4 separate regions of the Sus scrofa genome follow, and regions 2, 3 and 4 are each linked to region 1. Evidence: chromatin contacts called from public Hi-C, HiChIP or PLAC-seq and promoter capture Hi-C data. All regions are on one chromosome and are shown on one strand. Each heading gives the region's core, a stretch centred on a gene start, on an enhancer-like site or on the middle of the called end of the contact. The rest is flanking DNA. Distances are from core to core; before and after follow the strand shown.

Region 1 (4,363 bases), core at 1,280-3,779:
GTGAGGGTCAAGGGCCTGACAGCCAAAACTCCACCCCATGTCCCCCACTTACCAGCCATGTGTACACAGGCATGTGGCTGTCCCTCTCTGGGACCCAGTTTCCTCATCTGGGAAATGGGGATGACCATCCCGCCCACTGGTCAAGGTCAAGGATGAAGAACACGAGGGTATGCGGCAATAACTGGGGCACTCCCCCTAGTCCAAGAGCAGGAGGTAGGGGTCCTGGAGCACAGGAGGATGGATCTGAGGGCCAGAAAGAACGGTATGCCTGCCTAGCCCTTGCATGGGCCTCAGACCCTGCTGGAAGGTTCAGGAGGCCATCAACCCAAGGCCACTGGTGCTGGGTCACACAGGGCTGCACACCCCACCTGCAGGCAGGCAGCCAACACCCAGGACCTCAGCATCCCTGCCCAGCCCACACTTGCCAGAGCACCTCTGCTTGGGCTGTCTATCTGGTCACAAGTGGACCCAGCCAGAGCCTGGACTGCTGCAGAGTCTCCAAACCCAACAGGAAACAGGGTTATCAAAATCTGGAGCAGGGGGCAGCTGTAAGGGAGGGGGAGGTCTAGGTGCACACTATCCCCTGGCCCACTCAGAGGGCTACCCCGTGAGCATGACCAGAAGATGAAACAGAGTGTCAGAGAGGCCCCATGGCAAGAAAGAGGCTGAGCTGGGCTCCAACCCTGCCTCTCTAGGGCAAGGCAGAATTCCACCAGAAGGTAACAGAGGCCACCCCCCACCAGAGACGGGAAAAGGACTGCTTATTCTCACCTGCGAAACAAAATGCAGATGCACGGGGATCGGGGGTAGGCAGTGGCCTTTTCTCCTGTGGGAAGGGAAGCAGACAGGGCAACATCACCAAATGGGCTCTCAAAACCTGGCCTCTGGGAAAGTCACTGGCCATTCAAGAAATGAATAGCACAGGATGAACGCCCAAGAAGAGAGACCAGAGCTCCAGAGTTCAGAAGGCTGGAAGGCCATGTGGAGTCTGCAGACAAGTTGCTGCTGGGGGCATGGTCCCTCCCTATCTGTCCCAATGGTAAGGAGCATCACTCGCCAGGCCAGGCCAAGTCGGTCAATAGATGGATTGAAAACTGCACTGTCTTGAGTTGAAAAAGGACACCGGGAGGCCGTTGACACTCAGCTGGGGGTAAGGCACCGCTGGAAACTAAGGCACCTGTGGGCCAGGCCAGCTTCCCTCCTCAGGGGTAAGTTCCTGAGAGCAGGGCCCACAATGCACACAGCCCCAGGCCTGGCACAAATGTGGAGCCAGGCAACCAATGCTTGCATCTGGCTGGCTGTGAACAGTGGGTGGCAGGTGCAAAAAGTCAGGACAAACTTACAATGGAAATTTGAGAAAATGCTACCCCCTCCTTTTTTTTTTCTGGCAAAATGGGAGAACAAGCCCATTATTTAATCTTAGCAAGGGCGCTCCTCTTTGAAAGTTAAAAGGCTCTGAGATGGGGATTCTTTCATGGGGAAAGAGAGAGGATGCCGAATGAAGAATATGAGCCTGAAAGAAAAGGGGAGCCCAGTCCTGAAGGACAGGAGCCCCAGTGAGAGCCCGAGTTCCCCTCCGGAGTAAGGACATCCCTGCAAGCCTTTCCTCGCGGTGCCCCTCTTTTTGCCCCCATTCTTAACAGCTCAAGTCCCACACTCCCCACAAGCAGCGTGACCCCGGGCAGCTCTCACCGAACTCTGCCGCGACATTGATAATCACCACGGTACTGTAATGCTCAATCTAGAAACGTTCACTTGGAAGCCTGACCCCCACCCCAACACACACACAAGCAAGTGGATATGTTGGCACACGGCTCAACACACAGCCCAGGTTCCTAAGCAAGATCCTCTAGACTGCTACTGTAAACAAGAGAGGCCACAATCAGCGGCGCGGCGGCCGAAGAAGCGCAGAAGTAAACAAGGGCTGCCACGAGCACTCGGGGCCGGGGAGGCGGCGGGAACGGTTCCCCCGGCATGAGCTCGGGCCTGCCAACCAGTGTCGGCCGCGCTCCTTTCCCGAGCCCGGCGCGCTCCACCCTTGCGACGCCTCTAGGAGAACGGGTCCCTTCGTTGTTTACGTTTTGCACTCGTTGAAGCAGAGGTTTGCAGAGGTCGCTCAACGTGGGCCCCGGGTAGGTGGCCCGGACTTGGGGACACGTCGCCCGCGAGCGAGAGAGAAGAAGGTTGGGCGGGGAACTGGGGGCCAAGGAAGCCCGGGCGCCGGAGTGCTGAGCCCGGGGCGGGCATTACCTGCTGCGGGGGACGCCGCTCCGCCTCCCCCGGGTGCGCCCGGGCTCCGGGCCCCGCGGTGCCGGAAGTGGCAGTAGGGCCGCCGGCAGGGCCCCCCGGGCGCCCCAGCCCAATACGGGCAGTCGATGGCCCGGAAAAAGCCGGTGGAACGTAGCATGGTCCGTCCCGCGGCGGGGCCGCGGCCCGGAGCCGCCCGGGCCCACGGGCCCCTCACTGGCGCCGCGGTCGCCGCCGCCCGCGCCTCACGGACCCCGCTGCCGCCGCCATCTTGCTCCGAGGTCCCCGGAGGCCCCCGGGACGCCGCCGCAAGGGACCTCGGGAGCAGCTGCCCGAAGTGCGCCTGATCAGAAACACCTGCTCCCGCGGCCCCAAGGAGGGTCATGGACCCATGGCCCAGGACAGGCAGTCGCGGGGGTAGGGGTGGTGGGGGCGAGACGCCCTGCCTACTGTCTCCGGGAGCCTCGCCGGCGCCGCCGCCTGGCCCTCGGTGGCGGCAACAGCGCCATCTTGAGCCCCAGACCCCTGCGGCGCCTGGAGCTGTCCACGGCACGCCTGATCAAAAAAAAAAAAAAAGGCCCCCCTCATAGTCCAGCTGTGGCTTAGGTGCATTTAATTAGTTTTATTAGCACGTCTCCCTGAGGCGCCCTCTGCTGGTCAACACGAGTCCTGCGGGCGTGTCTCACCTGCACCTGGAGATCTGCACCGGAGTTACCCAGCTCAGGCTCTGAAACTCAACTCCGCCCGGGTTGACTTCGAATTAGTGCTCACGTTTTGCACTCGTTGAAGCAGAGGCTTGCGGAGGTCCCTCGACTTGGGCTCCGGGTGGACTCCCACTGGACTCTTGTCTGAAATCTCATCCCCAGGTCCACCAGCGGAACCCTATTCCGATTTACTCATTTGTCCACCAAATATTGACCCTAAACCGTATTTTATCTGTTCATCAGATAATAGATATTCAGGTGGTTTCCGCCTGTTTGTTGTGAATTGAGCCTCTGTGAACATGTGTGTATATGTATCTGAGTACCAGTTTTGTTTCAGTACTAGTTTTTCAAATGATGTAAATTTGTTTGTTGCCCTTTATTTAAATTGGGGGAGATGCTTCATAAAACTACAATTCCCAGCCTGCCCGCCAGCTGGCAATTGCCAAGGATCCCCGTGTGAGCACAGGGTGGGGGTGCAGTCTGTGCAGGTCATCTCCTCCCTCTCCCAGCCCATCTATCCTTACCTCAGCCACCTGGCCCCGGTGGCATTTGGGCCTGAGACCCCTCACCCCAGGGGTCTCTCGATGCCAGCGCCTCTTCCACCGCCAAGAGGAGGGAGGACCCCTCAGCCTGGCCCTGACAATGCTAGTGAGGTGAAGTCAGGTCACCCCTGAGCTTGCACTTACTAGATGCTTCCTCTGTACTCACTGACTGACCTTGGTTATTTACTCAACAAATATTTACCAAGGACCTACTATGTGAGTGCCAGACCCAGTGCTAGAGACATCAGTGAACAAAGCATAGATCCCCACCCTGGCAGTAGTAGCGTTCTAGAAGAGAGACAGCAGGAGATCAGTAAAGGAGATACTTAAGTACAAGGCCGAGAGTGCTCTTCTGGAGGATGGGTGATAGGGAGAGTAGGGAGCTGGGGAAAGGGGTGGTCCATGGAGTCTGATGGGGAAGTGGAATTTGAGCAGTTCAAGGAGAAAGCCAAGCAGGCATCTAGGGTAAAGGCATTCCAGGCAGAGGGCACAATATGTGCAAAGGCCCCAGGGCAAAGGCGGCACCAGGCTTGTTGGAGGAACTGCAAGGAGGCCTGTGTGGCTGCACCTGAGTGAGTAAAGGGGAGAGAGGGAGAAGGTAACAGCGGCAGAGAGGGGGCAGGGGCAGGTCATGCAGGGCCTGGTTGGCCTCAGGGAGGACTTGGGCGATTCACCCTGGAGGGAGGTGGCAGCCTGGAGCGCTGAGTGCAGAGGAGGGCAGGGCCTGACTCACAGAAAGTGATCACAGACGCCTTCTGGTGGCTCCAGCCGGGAAGGCAGACTGTGAGGGCCAGGGCAGGAGTCCGGATCAAGGGTTGGTCCAGGTGGGCCATGAGGTGGGATTAGGTGGAGGCAGGAGAAATGGACTGG
Region 2 (4,363 bases), core at 1,294-3,793, 410 kb after region 1:
GGGGAGAGTTTAACAAGACTCCCAGGAGATTCGAATGTAGGTGGCCCACACTTTAGAAACGTGGTTCCACGGGCAGACGGTGTTCATTTATGTGTTATTTGCAAAATAAGCAGTTAGGCCGAAAGTGCCCTGGGTTATGTCTTGGAAATTGGGGAAACCTCCCAGGAGCTGGGGCGGAGGCGGGGCGGGGCGGGGCTCACCTTGGCAGCCAGGAGGTGCCACGCCTCCTCATCCGCGCGCACCAGGCGGTAGTACAGGGCGTCCCCGCTCTCCAAGCAGGGCGAGCTGTCCAAGAGGCGGAAGTCGTGGCCGGGGCGGCAGGGGCCGGGGCGGCCCCCCAGGAGCCGGGCGTGCAGCCGGGCGTGCACGACACGCAGGCCTTCCAGCTGCCTGGCCTCCAGCGCTGCGTGCACAGCCTCCGGGCGGTGCAGGTCGTGGAGGGAGAGGCCCAGCTCTGCGTCCAGCGAGCAGAAGGGCAGCTCTGCAGGCGGACGGGCTGGCTCCACCCTCTGGTCGCCTGCCCTGCTCTCGTCCACACTGAGGGATCCCAGAAGCGGCTTCCGATGCTGCCCTGATTGAACAGGGCTGGGACTGGGGGCCTTGTGGGTGGGCAGTGACTGGGTCCTGGTCAAGGTCTTCTTGGGCAGGGGTGGAGGCAGGGGCTGCGGGTCAGCCAAGGGAGGCTCCGGTGTTCTGGGGCGGCAGGGCTTGGAAGGCAGCAGGTGGGCACGGACCTCACCTATTGGGGGAGTGGGGAGGGGCTTGAGGATGCCCAGAGTGTGTGGTCCTGGGCCCACGACTCCAGCCTCAGCTTTGATTCCCTCATGTCTAAAATGGAAAAAATACCAGCCAGCCCAACGACCCTGTGGGTTAAGAATGCCCTCTCCAGTTTACACATGAGGAAACGAAGGTTCAGAGGAGGGACAGGTCAGAGGCAGAGAAACATCCGGCCCAGCATGGGCGACCCCCACTTCCCTGTGTGGCTCTGGCCAGGTGACTGAGCCTTTTTGAACTCGTTTCCTCATTTTTACAAGCTAGTGAAAGCCAGCTATTTTTTTTTTCTTTAAACAAAGAGCTTATTAAAGATAATTTAAAAGCTGCTATAATCAAGTTAAACCATCATTGGGCAGAGCATTCTTTAGAAGGTAACGAGAGACTTTACCTCTATGCTCTGGCTGCCTGGGACAGCCACTTGTCCCATATCCCACCCAGGGCCCCACCCCAGCGCTCACCAAGGTTGCTGTACGTGGGCTGAGTAGGCCAGGTGGGGGTGTTGACCCCGGTGGTCTTAGTGGGTGGCTCCGGGTCACTCATGCTGCTGGGGGAAGGTCAGAGTACAGGGCATGTGTGGGTGGGGTCCTGCACCTGCTGTGTGGCCCTGGGAGGGTTGCTTGACTTCTCTGGGCAAATGTCACCCATCAACTTTTCAGGGCAATGGAAAGTGCCCTGACTCTTTGTGACATGGGCAGGACATCCAGCTGTGAGGGCAAGAGGTGTGGGGGGGGAGGGGACAGCTTGAGGCTGGTGACAGTATTCAGGGACCCAAGCTTAGGCCTTTTCCCCAGAGCTCAGCCCCCTTCAGCTGTGCAGTTGCCAACAGCAGCCCGGCCCCCAGCCCTGCCCCACCCAGATTCCAGGTCACCCCAACCTTGAAAACTGGCCATTTCTGCCCCACCCCACCCCCTCCCCACCCCACCCCCTCCACCCCACCCCACCCCCTCCAGGAATGGCCTACCTTCAGGACTGGTGTGACCTTGGGGCAGGGAGGGGGGGCCTTGGGTGCAAACTCCCAATAGCTGCAGCCCCTGGCCTGCCGGACTGTCTGACCGGTTGCTGGCAGTGAACCGGAAATGCCCAGACAACTGTTAGACCGCAGGCTGGGGCAGGGGGGGGTGCTTTATGCATTACTTCCCCATGACTGCTGGCCTTGGTTCCAGGGCTACAAGGGATGGGGGGAGATGAGAAGACTGGGAGAAGTCCTAAAGTTTACACAAGGTGGGCAGTAGGGGGGAACTCAGAGAGACAGAGGGAAGCAAGACATTTTAGACCCCTGTACCTTTGGGGAGGGCAGGGAATTCCAGCAGCAACTGTTTAAGGAGAAGTTTGACTGGGTGACCCTTCTCTCTGAGGTTTTCACCCCTCCAGAGCCACGTCTCCCTGCAGGACTGTCTGAGAAGCCCCCAGTGCAAGCACCCCACTTCCTGCCAATCCTAGGACCCTTGGACTGGGAGCAGTTTGCTGCCTAAGCACCAGCTCAGCTCCAGCTCAGCTCTGACTTGCTGTGTGACGCTGGGCAAACACCACCCCTCTCTGTGTTCCAGCAAATAAAGAAAAGTGGTCCCTGCTTGCTGCCTCTTGACAGCCACACTAGCTGGATTTTTCATTAACGTGTAATCATCTCACTTCCCTGTCCCCACTGCCTTAATGCATTTATTTAGAAAAAGACATTCGAGGAGCTCCCATTGTGGCTCAGGGGTTAACGAACTCGACTGGCATCCATGAGGATGCAGGTTTGATCCCTGGCCTCATTCAGTGGGTTAAGGATCTGGTGTTGCTGTGAGCTGTGGTGTAGGTCCCAGACAAGGCTCAGATCCCACGTTGCTGTGGTTCTGGAGTAAACTGGCAGCTATAGCTCCAATTCGACCCCTAGACTGGGAACCTCCATATGCTACGGGAATGGCCCTAAAAAGACAAAAAAAAAAAAGAAAAAGAAAGAAAGAAAAGAAAAGAAAGAAAGACATTTGAGGAGTTCCTGCTGTGGCTCAGTGGAAATGAACCCAACTGGCATTCATAACGATGTGGGTTCGGTCCCTGGTCTCACTCAGTGTGTTAAGTATCCAGCTTTGCCATGAGCTGTGGTGCAGATGTGGCTCAGATCCCCGTTGCTGTGGCTGTGGTGTAGGCCAGCAACTGCAGCTCCAATTTGATCCCTCGCCTGGGAACTTCCATATGCCACAGGTGGAGCCCTAAAAACCAAAAAAAAAAAAAAAAGAAAAAAACATTTGAGATAGATTTACCATACTGGAGAATTCCCTGGTGGATCAGCAGGTTAAGGATCCATCGTTGTCACTGCAGCAGATCAGGTGGCTGCAGTGGCACGGGTTTGATCCCTGCCCTGGGAACTTCCACATGTTAGCAGGTGTGACCAAAAAGAATTACCATACATGGAAAATCAAGAATGGTAAAAACCTGGGAAAACCAGGCAGTGTGAAATTCTAGCTTAAGCACACAGTGTCCAAACTGTTTGGGGAGTTCCATTTGTGGCACAGCAGAAACGAATCCGACTAGGAACATGAGGTTGTGGGTTCGATCCCTGGCCTCGCTCAGTAAGTTAAGGATCTGGCATTGCTATGAGATGAAATGTAGGTTGCAGACGTGGCTCGGATCTGGCATTGCTGTGTCTGTGGCTATGGCTGTGGCATAGGCCGGCAGCTGTAGCTCCGATTAGACCCCCAGCCTGGGAACCTCCATATGTAGCAGGTGTGGCCCTAAAAAGCAAAAACAAAAAAACAAAAAAACCACTGTTTGGGGGCCTAAGGCTCACCCTGTTGGGCTGCTGTCAGGAAAGACAACCTAGCTGCAAACACAGCCCCTCCCCCACTGTAATGACGACCCAAGAAATCACTGCAGATGCAGACATTTTTGCTTTGTAGTTTGAGATCTTTCACGCTCAGGTTCTTCCCTGGCCCCCTCTCATTTCCCTCAAGGGCAGTGAGCCCAGAGAGGGCTGTAGTCCACACAGGGTCACACAGCAGGTCCAGGCTGGGCTGGGGGGCATTCATGGGCTGTTGCTGGATGACCCTGGGTGTGGGAAAGGAGACAGACTTGCCTCATGGAGTCCTCCAAGTGGGTGTCCTCCTGCGTTTTGGGCAACACTGACCTGCTGACTCCCAGCGTTTCCAGAATGAGGGTCCATAACTTGATTCAATATTTTTTCTTTCCCAGCACTTGGCTTCTGTAATTCACAGAATTTATACTCTCTGTCCTTAGTCCATGAGGCTGCCTATGATTTTGGTGGATTTCAAAATCATGCAATGGGAGGATGGTGGGCTTGAGAAAGAGTCTGCAAATTATACCGGACAAGGATTCCACAATTCCTGGGCTGTTCTGTGTGGAAGAGAAGGGACCAGAGGTGCTAAGGAAGTGGCCTCTGCTCAAACTCTTGCCAACTATGAATTCTTTTTAATTTTTTCTCTTTAAGGCCACACCTGAGGCATATGGAGGTTCCAGGCTAGGGGTCAAATTAGAGCTGCAGCTGCTGGCCTACACCACAGCCACAACAATGCCAGATTCCAGCCGCGTCTGCCATCTACACCACAGCTCACGGCAAGGCTGGATCCTTAACCCACTGAGCAAGGCCAGG
Region 3 (4,363 bases), core at 728-3,227, 380 kb before region 1:
AAGATTAAAAAAAGAAATTAAAAAATGGTTACAAGAATAACTTTTATGGTGAACCACACACCAAAAAAGGCCAAAACTATATTCTGTGTATGGCATTATGCCTGAACCCACATTAGGAGAAAATTCAGGAAAGTGTGCACATACCTGTTTTTGTCCCACCATTTGCCCTGAGATGGGAGGGAGGAAGTGAGTGAGGAGGAGGGAAAAACAAGCTGCCTAGTTCATCTTTTTAAAAAGATCTGAAGCAAACATGACAAAAATGCCAGCGTTTTTGTTCCAGTGGCAGGTACATGGCTGCTTGTTATTTTATCCCTGGTAGGTGTCTGTTTTGTAAAGTATATTATTTTAAACTGTTTGTGTCTGGCTTCCTTCATTTGACTGCATCCTGTGCATTTCATTCACACCCTTTGTGGTTTATTTATCCAGTCACCAATGGAGGGACATGTGGGTTGATGCCAGTTTTCTGCTCCTCTAATAATGGGGTGGGCTGTGAGCATCTTGGGGCATGTCTGTCTGTCTGCACTCAGCCCAGCATTTGGGGGTTGCTGAGCTTCCACTGTTGGAAGGATAGTGGCAGCTGGCCCCCCATTTTTGCTCACTTCCTCACTACACACCCCTCAGCTTTCCCCTAGCACACTCCTCTCCATTCACCACGTTTGCGTTCCCCCAGAGTAGGGAGCCAGCCCCCACCAAGTGTTACTGTTCTTTTCTGACCTGGAAAACTTAAGTGTCCTCCACCCCCACTCCTGGGCAAGAGAGAACACCTGCCTCATGCCACCTAAGGCCAATCCTTCCTCCTCTGCTGAGCCTCTGCTTCTCATTTGCAAGTGCAACTCATGAGTTATCCTGTTCAGAGGCTACTGTAATTGATGATATGGATGCCAAAGTGCTTTGCAAACTGTAATGTGATGGAAGGAAGGTGCATTTTAAGTGTTTTATGTGTTACTGCTTACCTATGACCTAGTTCCTTCATTCCTCACATTCATGTAATTTTATGGTGAATAAATTAATTGTCAGGCTATCAAGACGTTGAGACAGTGAGTGGAAAGTCACTAGGCAGCATGACCACTATCTGACACCACCATACAGATCAGCTTTTAATAGGGTCATTGTAGACCTGGGTTTGGCGTTCCCTGCCCATTGTAGGATATTTACCAGTCCCTGACCTCCACCCACTAGATGCTGGTAGCACCCCCTCACCCAGTGGTGACTGGCATGGCTCAGTATCCCCTGGACGAGAGGGAGGCTGAATCATTCTGGATGAAAACCACCGGTGTGGACAGATGAGGGCAGGACAATGCTTGGCACATGGCAGGGACTCAGTATGTTTTCATAATCATTGGATTTACAGCCAACTATTGGATTTGATTCCAGTTCTTCCCTTGAATGGGTGACCTTGGGCAGATAACTGAGTCTATCAGACCGTCTGTATCTTCTGGGAGACTGGGGCGGGGGTGCAGAGCGCGCAACCGAGGTGCAGGTGCAGAACTTGGCCTCTAGCGGCTCCGCGGGGGTGTGGGCGTGGCCTCAGCTCACGGCCGACACCGACAGGCCTCCGCCACCTCCCACTAGAGACTGAACAAGGAAGCCGCAGCCGCGCCTGCGCCCCGCAGTGCCTAGCCCCGAGCGCCTGGCCGCGCACGCGTCCCGCCGCGCACGCACGCACGCAGCACGCGCACGCCCTCGGGGCGGGGCCGGCGCCGCCGCCGGCGCGCAGGACTCCATTTCCCAGTGTGCCCCACTGCGACGCTAGCAGCCCTCGAGGAGAAAGGCCGACTTGCGGTTGCCGAGCTGCGGTAGCGAGGGCCCCGGCGGACGCACGCACGCACGCAAGCACGCGGGCGCACCCCTGGCCCCGCCCCCGGAGGCCCCGTGCGGGAGCGCGCCCGGGTGTGCGCAGGGCGGCGGCGCGGGCGCGGGGGCGCGCGGTGACCGTTGGCGCTGAGGGGAGGAGGCAGCGCGGCCGTCGCCGTTGCGCAGATCCGGGCCGCGGCTGTGGGGAGGGTGCTGGGGCCAGTGACCTTCCGGAGGCGGGAGCGAGCCAGGGGGCCCGGACGCCGAGCGCCGCCGCCGCCGCCGCCGCCGCCGCCGCCGCCGCCATGAACAACTCGGGCGCCGACGAGATCGGGTGAGGACGCGCCGGCCCGCGCCGCTGCTTCGGCCGGCCCCCGCCCAGACCCGCCCGGCCCGTCAAGGTCACGCCGCGGGGCCGCGCCGAGCCGGCTGCTGTGGGGCAGGGGGCTGCGAAGAGCGGAGGGAACCTTGGGGGCCGGACGCCCCGCCGCCTCGTGGCCGGGCACCCCAGACAGGAAGCTAGGGTCCGAGGAGTCTTGAGGGGGAGAGCGCCTTGCTACCTCGTGGCTGGGGGTCCGGGGAGTCGGGGGAGGTGTTCAGGAGTCCTGATAACCTCGTGGCCAGAGACCTCGAATGGAAACTGGGAGTCCTGAGGGTCTGGGAGTCCTGAGGGTCCGGGCGTCCCGCCGCCTTGTGGCTGGAGACCCCGAGCGGGACCCGGGAGCCCAGGGAGTCCTAGCGGTCTCAGCGCCCCGCTGTTTCCTGGCCGGGAACCCAGAGTGGAAACCTGGGAGCCCTCGCAGTCTTTTGCCGGGGGCGGACCCCTCCTCCAAGCTAGAGTTTACGGCTTGGCTGGCGGACCCCCAGTTAGGAACCACCTTGTCTGCACCCGGGCATGCCAGGGTTTCCCTTTGGGGGCCCCGTGCTCCTGTTTCTCCTCGGGGACCTCGAAAAGAAACCCAAGGGATCCAGGGCACCCCCAGCCCGTGCACAAACTTGGCGCGTCAGCGCACGTGGCGGGCCGGGGTGCGGGGGGATCCAGTTCTGCCGCCGCCCAACTTCTCCCTCCCGGAACTCGAGCGATGGTCCCCTTCACCATCCCCTGTCCTCCTAAGTGAAGGTTTGCAAACCGAAGGCTGAAGGCCAAGGTCATGGGGCCGATCTCTGGTTGGCACTCCTCGTGCCCTGTGGTGCCCACCGTCTCAGCGCCTCCACACCACCTGATGGGTTGTTTGCAACTGTTTTTTGTTGTTGGAGCCCCTTTCTGCTTTGCCCCCAGCTAACCCCCATGGGTGTGCTTAAGATAAAGAGAAAGGGAAACGGCGGTGGACAGACAGCTTTGCTTCAGAGGTCTTTCTCTTTGGTGCAGCTATTAGAGGAGGTTTGTTATAGCTAGGTTTTCCCTTTTAATTATAGCTTTGCCTAATGCTAAACGGGCTGTAGATGAGAGAAGTGATCCCAGAGGAACCAGAAAATCCAATTCTGCTCTGGTCTAGGGGTTTGGTCTAGTTTTCTTTGCAGAGACTGGCTCCTACAGCATCAGCGTAATTTTACAGTTAAATTCTGGGAAGATGGCAAAACAGCCTGGGCTGGGTTTCCGTGGCCTTGTGTACATTTTTCAGTGGCCTTAGCTTTGAACAGATGAGGTGTTTACAAAATGCTTGATTTGGTGAGTAAGTCATTGTTTGCTGGTGGGTGGCTGGCCTCACTGAGCCCCTGCCTGGCTCCAGCTGCAGGTTATACCAGAGGACATCAAATGTGATTTGTGGCCTCCCCACTCCAAAAACCCCCTCCCACTTAGAGGACCAGAAGGAAGGCGTTTAATTCCTGGCCTGGTTTCTTTAGGAAACAGCTCCAGGCACTTGAAGGGTGAGTTGTATGCTTTGGGTAAATGACAGGCTGCAGCGTGCTTCCGATGGGAAGCTAGGAAGTAAGGAGAGAGAAAGAGCCACAGAAAAGGGGCAGAGTCTCAGGGGAGAGTCAGTGGCTTCACAGCTGCTCCACATGAACCAAGGAAGAGAGCCCTGGATTGGTGTCCCCTTGAGGAGGAGACTGCCAGATGGGGTGTCTGCCATTTCTCCCCAACAACTTGCAACAACTCCTGGGATCTAAGGCTGTCTGGAGGGTTCCACCCTCAGCACCACAGACCCACAGGCAACTAGGGGAGGCTGCACAGCAAGAAGTAGAACCAGGTTGGGGATTAGGGGCTTGCCTGGCTCTGTTCCCCTCCCCATCCTGGCAACCTGAGTAACCTGAATTTTAAAGTTGTCGATCTCAGATGTCCCAGAAACTTTATTGCTTTGTCTAAAAGAATTGACCAGTTTCAGTTTTATGTAGGAGCCTTGTTTCTGTTTGATGTTGCAAGTCCAGATTCACTTGACTTCAGTGCTCTGTGTAACTGTGCTCCTATAGTGCCTGTGACCCCGTCCAGCTCCCTGACGACAGGCCACATTGGCATTTCCTGCGAGGGGACCATAGTTGCTGACCTTGGGGTGGTCACCGTGTGTGTGTGTGTGTGTGTGTGTGTGTGTGTGTGTGTGTGTGTGTGTGTTGTGTGTTGTGCTTGGAT
Region 4 (4,363 bases), core at 686-3,185, 270 kb after region 1:
CTAATACCTGGAATCCATACCAACTTCCTTCTAATAAGGAAACCTTGGTCCCTGAAACCACATCCTGCTGGGAATCACTAACAGGCCAACAGTCATCAATTTTCATCAGTTCCAAATGAAGAAAGCATAGCGAGGATGCTGCCACTGATGATGGGCACACACCCCTAAATCCAGACATCCTAACTGGAGTGTGAACTCCTCCATCAGAAAGGCCCCTGAGCCTCAGAACCCAGGGAAACGACTGCTTCAAAATCTCCACCAAAGGAGGGGAGAGGCTGGAGGGCACTCAGTGCGGAAAGGAACCTAGGGGTACAAGCACCTTCCAAATTAGCTTAGCCATGCTCAGCACCTGAAATGCAGCCCAACCAGCCACTCTCTCAACTCACAACGAAACTGAAATCAGACCAGGGTCAAATACACTTGTTACCAGCACAACTGACCACAGCTTCCAACATGCTGCTAATCCCAAACGAACCCAGAGAAGAGAAGGGGTGCCGGAAATGAGCTAAAAAAACCTAGTTACATGTCAGCGAGGTCACACCCGTTCTGAAAAAGTGTAACAAAGAGGCAGGAACTCAGGCTCCTAGCAGAAGAACAGAGCTGGAGCCTAGGGCCCTTGGTGCCTCCTGGCAAATTCCTTAACTTCTCTGCACCTTCCTCTCTGTAATGCTGGGCTTGCCCGGCGCCATTGTGAGGAGGGCTAGGCGGCCTCTGGCACTAGGATCGGCACAAGATCATACAGCTGCTCTCCTTAGGGCAGCCTCTCCCTCCAGCAGGGAAAGGGGGACTTTCTTCCCTGTCCCACTGCGTAACTGTAGGCTTGGGCCTTCTTCCTTGGAAGCCAGCAGCCCGGTGGTCACTAACTCGCCCAATTCCTCCTAAATCTAGGTCACAGGTTGGGGGGATGGGGGAGAGATGAAAATGGTGCCCACGATTGTACTATGATTTCTGGAAAGCGTTTTCCTTCCTGGCTGTGGAGTTTCTACTTGAAGTCGGCTTCTCCCTTGCAGGACCCCTGAGGGGTTTCCTTATTTTGGCCTAGGGCTTCCGCTGTCCCCCCATCGTTGCCCCCAAGAGTGGCGGCCTGGCCATCTTCCAGGGGCGGGGTGGGAATACCGGCCCAGGAGGCTAGGCCCAGTTCCAAGCCGGGCACCAGGGAGCGATCTGGACTTGCGTTAATCCCATAAGGGGTTCCCTCTGGGGGCGACCTACGGACAAGGTCCCCTAAACAGGAGCCCAAGACCTGGGGTGGGGTGGGGGTCCTGCACTTTGAACAAGAAATCCAGAAACATGCTCAAGACGGGAGAGCCGCCGCTGGGCCAGTGGCACTGGGTGTGTGTGACGACACTGCCAAGCCTCTTCCGGGGCTACCCTCGGGGAGGAGGAGGCGGGCCCCCACCGCCGAGCGGGTAAACTGAGGCTCGCGGACGGAGCGTGCGTAAATCCAGGGCGGATAGGCAGGCGGGGCTCAAGCCAGGAGCGGGGCCTCTGTCTGGGTCCTGCCGGGTAGGACCGATTCGGGATCGAACGGGGTTGGGGTCAGGGCAAGAAGCCCGGCCAGGTTCAGCGCGCCGGGCTCACCTCGTCCTCCTTATGGTTCCGGATGCCGCGCACCAGGTCCTGCAGATTCTTGTCGAACATACGGTCGATGCTGCCCTTGACCATCTTGAGAGCCATCGCGGCGGCGGCCACCGCCGGGCTCGAGACTTGGGAGACGCGCGGCCGGGTGCCCTGAAGGGGCAAGGGGGCCTCGCCTGCCGCCCGTGGAGCGCTGCGCTGCCGGCCGCCGCGGTGGGGCGGGTTCTCAGGCCAGGTCGGCGGCGGTCGGCGGGGTGGCGGGGGCGGGGGCGGGGGCGGCGGCGGCGACGACCCGCTGGGCAGGCCGCGCTCCCTTTCCCTCCGGCTCCGCGCCGAGCCGCTTGCAAATGGCGGACAAGATGGCGGCCGGTCAGCTGACGGCCCTAGCAGAGTCCCGGCGGCCCGCCCCCGGGAGCCCCGCCTCCCTAGAAACCCCTCCCCTTCAACTTACTGCGTTTCCCTAACAACGCCAAGCCGCCCAATGGAAACGCAGACAACGATCACAGGGCCCTTCGGCCTTGCTCTCTACGGCTCAAGACTCTTCCCTCTCATTGGTCAGTGACATCATTAGCTCCACCTACTTCCCCGTTCAAGGTTGTAACCACGCCCCCTTGGCGTGCCCTCTCTGCCCCGCCCCTCAGCTAAGTGACAGGCGTAAGAGAGCCCAGCTGTGGGTGGAGCCTGCTATGGGCGGGGCGCCCACGTGGAGTTTCCCAGGCAGGTTCCTGGAGAAGGATCCAGCTCCGCCCTTTCTGATTGTAAAAGCTGACACTGTCTGAGAACCTCCAAATTCGACTCTGTCTCCAGAACGTCTCACAAAATCCTATCATATGGGCAGACAGGGATTAACATGCCCACCTGGAGAAGCTGAGGACCAGAGCTAGGACTTCAATCCAGTTATTCACTCAAGAAGTTTTTTTTCTTTTTCCCGCAGCACCAAGGGCATATGGAAGTTCCCTGGCCAGGAATCCAATCTGAGCTGCAGCTGCAACAACTCGGTTTTTTTGTTTTCCTTCATTTTAAAAAGTTTTATTGAAATATAGTTGATTTACAGCCTTGTGATAAACACTGAATTCTTAACCTACTGCTACGGGCAGGGATCTAACCCGCGCTGCCTCAGACAATGGGGGATTTTTAACCCACTGCACCACAGGGAGAACTCCCCCATTCAAGGAAAACTTATTGAGCACCTACTTTATGCCAGGCCTCCCTCCCAAGTGAATGAGATACAAGTGGTTCCTGCCCACCAGGATCCACCACTAAGAGAGTAAAAGCGAGCCACAAACTGTAATGAGATATTAGCAACACATGTATCTGCCAAAGGATTTATATCCACAATATACCTGAACAGAAAATAAAGCAGAACCAAACAAAAAATTCCTACAAAACGAAAAGAGGTGTTCTCATTGTGGCACAGTGGAAACGAATCTGATTAGTAATCATGAGGATGTAGGTTCAATCCCTGGCCTTGGTCAGTGGCTTAAGGACCTGGCACTGCCATGAGATGCAGTGAAGATCACAGACACAGCTCAGATCCCACATTGTTGTGGCTGTGGTATAGGTGGGCAGACAGAGCTCTGATTTAACCCATAGCCTGGGAACTTCCATATGCCATGGGTGCAGCCCTAAAAAGCAAAAACAAAAAACAAAACAAAAAAAACACCAAAAAGAAAAAGACAATTCAGTTAAAATATGGGGAGTTCCCGTCGTGGCACAGTGGTTAACGAATCCGACTAGGAACCATGAGGTTACGGGTTCAGTCCCTGCCCTTGCTCAGTGGGTTAACGATCCGGCGTTGCCGTGAGCTGTGTGTAGGTTGCAGACGCGGCTCAGATCCCGCGTTGCTGTGGCTCTGGCGTAGGCCGGTGGCTACAGCTCCGATTCAACCCCTAGCCTGGGAACCTCTATATGCCGTGGGAGAGGCCCAAGAAATAGCAACAACAACAACAACAAAAAGACAAAAAAATAAAATAAATAAATAAGTAAATAAATAAATAAATAAATAAAAATATGGCACACACAGCAAAAATTTATGAATAAAGCATATCGCAAAAGAAGACATCCAAGTGGCCATCTACCTCAATCATCAAGAAAGTGTAAATTTAAACCACACTGATATAGTTCTGGACTCTGGAAGAATAGCTAAATTTAGAAAGACTGAAGAGTTCCAGTAGTGGCTCAGTGGTTAAGGAAACTAACTAGTATCCATGAGGACGCAGGTTCGATCCCTGGCCTCACTCAGTAGGTTAAGGATCCAGTGTTGCCGTGAGCTGTGGCGTAGGTCAGAGATGAGGCTTGGATCCTGCATTGCTTTGGCTGTGGTATAGGTGGGCAGGTACAACTCCGATTCAACCCCTACCTAGCCTGGGAACCTCCCTATGCCGCAGGTACGGCCCTAAAAAGACAAAATACAAAAAAACAAAACAAAACAAAACAAAAAAGACTGAGGATATTAAGTGTTGCAGGGATGTGGAGCTACTGGAACTCTCCTGTCTTACACTTGAGGTAGAAATGTAAAACTATACAGTTACAACAGAAGCCTGTCTGGCTGTATCTTTTAAAGCTAATATACCTGTTCCCTCTGACACAGAAATTCTACTACTGTTCCCAAAAGAATGCATAAACACATCCACCAAAGGACCTGATCAAGGATAGTCAAAGTAACTGTATTTATATTAGCCAAAAACTCAAAATGATCCAAATGTCCATCAAGAAAAAATGGATATATAACTTGTGGTATAGTCAAACTGTGGAATACTGTGCAACAATGAAAATGAAAAATTAC

Evidence for each region. Promoter capture Hi-C pulls out the DNA fragments that hold promoters and counts their contacts. Hi-C and Micro-C count contacts between places; a contact is called where the count stands out from the background. HiChIP or PLAC-seq counts read pairs in DNA pulled down with a chosen protein or histone mark.
Region 2: an H3K27ac HiChIP or PLAC-seq map of alveolar macrophages shows a contact between it and region 1. The contact joins the promoter of C2H19orf35 here to the promoter of REXO1 in region 1. A contact is called at or near these places in 1 of 5 promoter capture datasets (fetal liver), 1 of 47 Hi-C or Micro-C datasets (subcutaneous adipose tissue) and 1 of 2 datasets of contacts at active chromatin or transcription factors (alveolar macrophages).
Region 3: a contact with region 1 is called in a promoter capture Hi-C map of fetal liver, with 2.7 times the contacts expected there. The contact joins the promoter of DAZAP1 here to the promoter of REXO1 in region 1. A contact is called at or near these places in 1 of 5 promoter capture datasets (fetal liver) and 1 of 2 datasets of contacts at active chromatin or transcription factors (alveolar macrophages).
Region 4: a contact with region 1 is called in a Hi-C map of liver, with 5 times the contacts expected there. The contact joins the promoter of AP3D1 here to the promoter of REXO1 in region 1. A contact is called at or near these places in 3 of 47 Hi-C or Micro-C datasets (heart right ventricle, liver and skeletal muscle) and 1 of 2 datasets of contacts at active chromatin or transcription factors (alveolar macrophages).

The regions. Positions count from the first base shown.
Region 1 is chr2:76,692,435-76,696,797 of Sscrofa11.1, reverse strand. It overlaps REXO1 (RNA exonuclease 1 homolog), which reads right to left and starts at 2,529. Exons shown (of 16, transcript XM_003123002.4): 1 at 2,251-2,529. The coding sequence starts at 2,407.
Region 2 is chr2:76,283,343-76,287,705 of Sscrofa11.1, reverse strand. C2H19orf35 (putative uncharacterized protein C19orf35 homolog) reads right to left here and starts at 2,543. Exons shown (of 4, transcript XM_013987302.2): 1 at 1,736-2,543; 2 at 1,233-1,318; 3 at 201-739. The coding sequence starts at 1,314.
Region 3 is chr2:77,068,098-77,072,460 of Sscrofa11.1, reverse strand. It overlaps DAZAP1 (DAZ associated protein 1), which reads left to right and starts at 1,977. Exons shown (of 12, transcript NM_001244506.1): 1 at 1,977-2,128. The coding sequence starts at 2,100.
Region 4 is chr2:76,426,015-76,430,377 of Sscrofa11.1, reverse strand. AP3D1 (AP-3 complex subunit delta-1) reads right to left here and starts at 1,935. Exons shown (of 32, transcript XM_021084197.1): 1 at 1,582-1,935. The coding sequence starts at 1,677.